Regions from separate parts of the Dromaius novaehollandiae genome. Here region 2 is linked to region 1. A link is a contact called in public Hi-C data. All regions are on one chromosome and are shown on one strand. The core of a region is the stretch at or near the end of the contact, and the rest is flanking DNA. Distances in the headings are between cores, read along the strand shown.

The links. Hi-C and Micro-C count contacts between places; a contact is called where the count stands out from the background.
Region 2: a contact with region 1 is called in a Hi-C map of brain, with 4 times the contacts expected there. The contact joins the enhancer-like site here to the promoter of SPON1 in region 1. A contact is called at or near these places in 2 of 4 Hi-C or Micro-C datasets (brain and ovary).

The regions. Positions count from the first base shown.
Region 1 is chr5:58,510,235-58,513,686 of bDroNov1.hap1, forward strand. It overlaps SPON1 (spondin 1), which reads left to right and starts at 1,439. Exons shown (of 19, transcript XM_064512947.1): 1 at 1,439-1,553; 2 at 3,127-3,271.
Region 2 is chr5:59,008,637-59,011,981 of bDroNov1.hap1, forward strand. It overlaps SPON1 (spondin 1), which reads left to right. Exons shown (of 19, transcript XM_064512947.1): 11 at 1,727-1,928; 12 at 2,283-2,423. Among named protein-coding and RNA genes, the nearest start is that of SYT9, 120 kb to the right of the region's middle. Within about 2 kb of position 1,750, at least 2 of the 2 cell types and tissues checked have open chromatin away from gene starts, as enhancers often do.

The sequences.
Region 1 (3,452 bases), core at 189-2,688:
ACTGGAGAGAATTAGAAATAAGGTTGCTGCCTCAACTCTGCTAGTTTAAGTCAAAACCACAGGGATATTATTTTCAGCAGCGCGCACAGTGGATTAGAACTTCTGCTCCCATTACGTCTAATGGGATCTTTCCTTGCAGTCTGCCACTACTGCAGCAATGATAATCTGTCCCTTAATGCTATTTTACTATTGCAGGTCTTTGTGTTTAATTATGTTATATAATAATTTGTTGTAGCATCTACATAATTCCTTTAGGACTGCACATGAAATGCTTATGAATTTTTATAAACACAAGCTGTGTATCGCTTTTAGTCTCTCACTGTTTTTGTAAACTATTCTGCCTTAACACAGTGACATTTTTCTCCCTTGCTGGGTGAGCAGTCTTTTGCAGTGCAGCCATTTTGAAAAGCACAGGGTGCTATGGCTGAGAATGCCAAGCCTCTGAGCACTTCCTTGATGATTTGTAAGAGAATGCTCAGGTGTTGCAGCCTGCTCCAACTGGAGTCCAACTGAAGGGGGAAAAAAAAAGCTAGTAGATGGAAGACGGAGGTTTAGTTGTTCAGTGTGTCATAATTATTTTAAAATTATTGGTATGAGAAAAAAATTGCTGCATACCTTTTGTTCATGAATTTTGTTCAGACTTTTACATCAGTTGATTTAGACTTTGCTGCTTTTTTCTCAGCAGTAAAAATACATTTAACTGATTTGCAAAATGATAAAGTTGTGAGAAGTATCTAAAAATTTCTGATCTGAATTATTCACCAAGCTCTCTCCTTGTGCAGGCTGTCATCAGTTCTACAGTGCTGCAAAGCTAATTTCTCAGAGAGATAAGAAGTGAGCATGATGGCTGCAGATCTGTTTTCCTCCTGCAACTTTATTTTTTTCATCTGTTGGGGGGGGGGGCAGAGAGAGAGGGGGAGAGAGAGCGAGCTTTGTATGTTTGGTGAGAAAGCAAGATTTATTATCCTTCTTTTAATTTGTTTTGGAGGCATTGCTTACTGAGGACACACTATGTACTGAACAGAGTGTACTAATTAAGTACCAGGAGGCAGACCAGCCCATTTACTTGAGACTTTGCCACAGAAATGTTAATTGTTTACATAATTTTTTTTTCTTTTTGAATGATCTACACAATATCTACTACCTACCAGCCAGTTGATTAGCGCTACTCTCCCACCTTGTCAAAGACAAGGGAAGCATTCCTGCTTCTCCTGGACAGGAAATTATTTTTCTCGCTACTTGGCTTTTTGGCAGTGATGGTAGAGCTGGCTTAATGATTTACATTAGGTGACAATATTTTGTGTGTATGCTGTGTTCGAGTTGCTTCACGATTTGGGGTCAGCAAGAATTCTTTTCCATGCTAGTAAGGGAAAATATTTTAACTAGAATGCTTGAATGCTAATTAAAGGAGCTCTCATTCAAGTTTGTAATTTTGCTCAGGGAAGAGGTTAGTTATGGGGATCTTCCTTCAGAGCTATATCCTGTGAGGTAGGGCATGCTGGGGTCCTTTTCTGCTTTGGCACTTAAGACTTGGAAAATGTGACTGCATTAAGGTAATACATATGCAAGATAGGGGATCCTGGAGTTTCTAGATAGCTGTATGTGGAATAAATTGCAACTATTTGCTTAAACCGGAAGCTGTGTGTAGAAATTTTATCTTTTGCCTTCAACGGGCAACACAAGCTAACAGCTCTTGAAGAAGGATGTTATGATATGCCTATTCGTTTCATGTAATCTTGGGCAAAAAGTATGGATGTGTACACTAACATGAAAATAACAGAGTTCAGTGTTATATGATCTGGGATAAACCAGACTGATACTTTTTTGTGATCTGAATTGCTCCCTCAGATCTCCCCTTTTGTTCATATTTTAAAAAGCTTTTGAAAGAAGACAGCAAAGAAGATCTCCTAAAAACAATGCTTCTGACAAGCAGAAAGGAGCATATTTCTCATGAAATAATCTATTTTGTATGAATTCCTTCACAGTTTAACAGGATGGGAGAGACTTGAGAGTCTTGCTCTGTTTGATTTCATTTACTCCATCTTTATTCCTGTATAATTGTGCTGTCTTAACTAGATGTATTTCTAATTAACAGTGAATTGCCAGCCGAACAAGGCTTTATCTTAAGTGAATGGGGACATTGACAATTTGGGAGTGTTTTTAAAATAAAGGGCCTAACTCTGCTATCTAACATCAAGTAATTAATTTATATCTAGGAAAGAAATGAAATAATACACTGCCATACTATGTGAATAAGTGTGGTATGACTTTGTGTGAATTCTAAAATTTGATATAGAATTTTTAACTTATCTCCCTTTAGAGAGGCATCTAATTTTATTTGTATAATTGACATAGAGATGGTCACAGCAGATTGGTGGGGATGTCAAGAAAGAACCCTCTGTTTTACTTGCTTTACATGTATCGCTTAGAATATCATCGTAAAAAGAGTTTATTTCTTGTGGTTTATTTTATATATTTGTGCTATCACAAAAAACATTGGATGTCCACATTTAAATATCCTTTTGAGAAAATTCTATAAAATATTATGCTAACATATAATGACAGCTGATTTCAACCATAGGAGGGAAGACTCCTCTAAAATGCCAGTAGTAAAAGTGCATTTACTCAGTTTCAGTATATTTTTTAATCTACTACTGTTGCATAGACAGATGTATGCATTATAGCAACACCTGTTTATTTCTGCTTTGCTTTAAAAGTTACTTTTCTCTTTCAGAAACCTACATTTCTGTGTATCACTTGCATATCTAGCTTTGAAGATTTGTTTTAAAATAGTTATGTTACATTAATAAATCTCTGTCTTTAGAGGGTTGATACTCTTCTTAGTAGCACTGCTTTTCAATTTCTCTCTTCTTTGGATGTTAGCCTTAAATTGCAAATTAAAGATTAAAGATATTTCAGGAATTGGCAAGAATTCTGAATCGTAATTTATTGAGCTTGACATGATTTGACTTAATCACAGGCCCTGATATTTTCAGTGTTCTTAGGAATACATAAATTATTAAAAGAAAAACAAAATGTGAGGAAATGCCAGCCAGTCAAGCTCAGAAAGGTAAGCAATTTCATAAATATCACAGCCTAAATGAAGCATTTTTAATTCCCTTGCAGATGACTGAAGAACTGATTTTCTGGTCTCACCTAGTTGCTTTGGCTGCAGTAACAACTATGTCTAAAATGAAGTACTGAGGACATCCATTAAAATGATGATTTGTAATTCAGCTCTGAAATTATTGAAGCTTTGGGGAACTAAAAGGCAAGTTTCTTATATTTACTAAGTGAATCCACCAATTTCTAATACCAGAGTGCTGTAGAATAAAAGTAATTTCATTTAAGCACCAGAGAAAAATACCATTAATAATTTAAACAGTTGTTGCTTAAAATGAAAACAATTAAATTAAGCACTTTGCGTGCAGAATATAGTTCCTGGACTGCAG
Region 2 (3,345 bases), core at 500-2,999, 500 kb after region 1:
GTACTGTCAGCCTTGAAGAAGTTTTTATTGTTCAGCATTAGATATAAAATTCTGTAGGGAATTCTTAGAAAGTGCTTCTTATATTATAGTAAATCCTTTAAGATACTGAAGTCTGTTGGCAGGCTTTTAAAAAATAATCACTGCCATGTACTTGACAAATATATCAGATTATTATATTCACAGAGAGACATTGATACCTTCCTTCATTATTTTATTAATTTACATTAGACAAATTGTTCCACTGAAATCAAAACAGAGCTCTGTCTGTCATGATAAAAGTCACTTGCATCTCTTTCTTGGAAAGGCAGGATTAATGTCATCAAGCAGTTGGAAACTCTTCTACTCAGAATCTTTAATTCAATATAGGCCAATTTACACAGTAAGAAACAACTTCTGAAGACTCCAAAACACAGCTGGCCACAACATTTTTACAATTAAGCAGTGCCTATTTGTGCAACTTTCCTATAGAAGGGGTACTAAGTACCACCCTAAGTTAGACATCTTGCATTTGATAACATCTGATACTCTCTCAAGGACACTGTCCTTGACCTGTTCTGTTTTTCTAATGTCCTGAGAGCTTTATGAGCCAGAATAAATGCACAAATGAAGTGCCACATGTTTACCGTGAGGCAAGCATTAATAGGAAGATTCTTCTTCTAACTAGAGAAGAACAGTGTATGTGCATTATGTATGCGCAGCTACCCAAAAAGGCAGGATGAGTAACACAGCAACAAGACTTGCATTAAAAATAAACATTTAGGGTCTTCAGATGCTTGTAAAATGATGTGTTTTGGCAGAAACCGAAAAGGAAAAACAAGGACTCTGTATTGGTTCAAGTCCTGTATCTGAAGAAAAACTTGTACTAATTTCAGACCAATTTTTGTTGGAGCAGGTTCACCAAATTTGGGTAATAGTTATCTAGTTTAAGTAACCCAACAGTAGCTGTTGTTCCCAAGGAAGATGCCATGAAGAATTCCAGCTTTTCATCTGAGAAGCAGAAACCTCCAGATCTGATTTTAATTGCTATTTGAATAGGAATGTGGTAATTAGTGGTCAACATCAGAGGTCACTACATGATTTGGCACAATTAACAGTTTCTTCTTAAGAGAAGGGTTGGCAAAGGCTGGATGAATAGAGGTGTTTTCACATCCCCTGCCAGAACCCTGCAAAAGGCTTGGCTGAACTCTGGGGGACTCGCAATAGCCATTCAGTTCTCAGTTAAATGAGCACTAAGACGCTAACTAATGAGCATTTCTCCCTCTCCACCACCACCACAGTTGCACTTCTAAGCACTTTAAAAATTGGAACTCGTATCATCATCTTTTGGTCAAAAGTATCGCAGCAGCCCAAAAGTTCAGGGTACTTCCCTGCTATTTTACTTCAGATTTTTAGCTTGTTGTAGTAAATGTCCTGACAGGCTTTTTTATTGTATGACTGAGATATAAGCATGCTGCTGCAGCCCTTTATTGCTACATCTCTGTCACCCACTAAACCGTACCTATCCTTGCATGATGTCAAAGTTGTTTCTCCAATAGCGGCTGCTTACGGCTGAGAAGAAAACACTGCTGAGCAAGAGTCCTCTCCCAGTCTTGCTCGTCCATCTCTGCACACGAGATACAGTGTCATTCCCACGTTCCATATTTGCCAGTGCGAAGCACCATTTTGCTGCTGTTTAATAGCAAACTGGAATTCAGTTGTTAATAGTCTTCCTATTTGCAATTTGCAGGAGAGCTGCTCCCTCTGCCGAGTTTTCTGTTGATAGGCATCGGCACCTGATGTCCTTCCTCACCATGCTGGGGCCCAGCCCTGACTGGAACGTGGGCCTCTCAGCTGAAGACCTCTGTACCAAGGACTGTGGCTGGGTTCAGAAAGTCATTCAGGATTTGATCCCGTGGGATGCCGGCACAGACAGTGGTGTTACCTATGAGGTATTTGGACTATGTGTAATGTATTCAAGACGTAAGGTTTACCTTAAAGCTGCAAAAAATGAAAGCTGTTTCATCCATGGTAATGTCATATACGACTTTATACTACTTTACTAAAAATTTTGCTGGTGTACATCTTCTTGGGAACCTAGCACGAGGGCCCAATCCCAAAGTGTTAGAGAAGTTCTTCACGACAGAAAAAACTTACTGTTAAGTGTGACCATACTGAGTTCATCTTCTATTGGAATTTGCAAGTTTAGCATTAAGAGACATTTTTATTTCTGCAGATGGATTATACTTTTACTAATAAGTCAAAGTTATTTTAAGCCATATTTATCTTTTGCTTTTTGATTGCAGTCTCCCAACAAACCTACAGTTCCTCAAGAGAAGATCAGACCACTTACAAGCCTAGATCACCCTCAAAGTCCATTTTATGATCCAGAAGGAGGCTCTATCAAGCTGGTAGCCAGAGTGGTAATTGAGAGAATCGCACGCAAGGTAGTATTATGAAATAATATCAAAATAACTTCTCATAAAAGAAAAAAAAACCAACCTTTCCCCCCCTCCCCCGGAACCTTATCCTCCCTGACCAACCTCCAGCAAAGATAATGGCAGAAAATAAGCAAAACTTTTTCTTAAATTTAAAATTGTCTTAAGGTATTGTTTCTCCTACTTGTGCTAATTACTGCATCTGCTTATTGGGGATTTTTTTAAAAATATGCATAGGAATTAGAAGAGAAAAAAAGCGTTACATAAAGAATTATTTAGTGTGTCCTGTTGCTACTGCTGCAAATACAGTATACTGTCTTCCTGAGTGCTTTGTCCAGCTGTGTCTTAATGATTTATGGTGCAACTTTTCCTATATGATTATTTAGTGATTCCCTTTGTGTATGTCACAAACATTCTCTGATATTTAAGCTTGCTTTTCTTAGCTTAAAGTTATTGCTCCATGATAATCCAGTAAAGAATCTTCTTAAGACCAGTCACCTCCTCTTTTAGGAGTCCAGAGAAGGTGTTTAGACCACAGTTGAGTATTTATAAAGTCATTTTGTTCTGTTTGCATTTCAAGAGCATAAGTTAATACATAGCATATGTTGGATCCATATTGATCTAGAATGATAGCCTAGTTGTCCTTTGTATCAAAGAATTCCTTTACCCTTTTTTTTTTTTTTTTTTTTTTTTTAACTTGAAGCCATTGTTCAAATCCTTGCATCTCCTTTTTTGTTCTCCTCAAAGTGTATTGTATTTGTGGAACAATTACACAGTAATGTAGTCAGATGCCCATGCCTGGTGAATTCAATGTACTGTTAGAATATTTCTTTGGCGGATGATGTCCCCTACTTAGGCAGTTCAGACATCCTTTCTTATAACTAAATATAAGTGTATACATATTTAGAAATGTTTCTGTTCATTGCTCTGT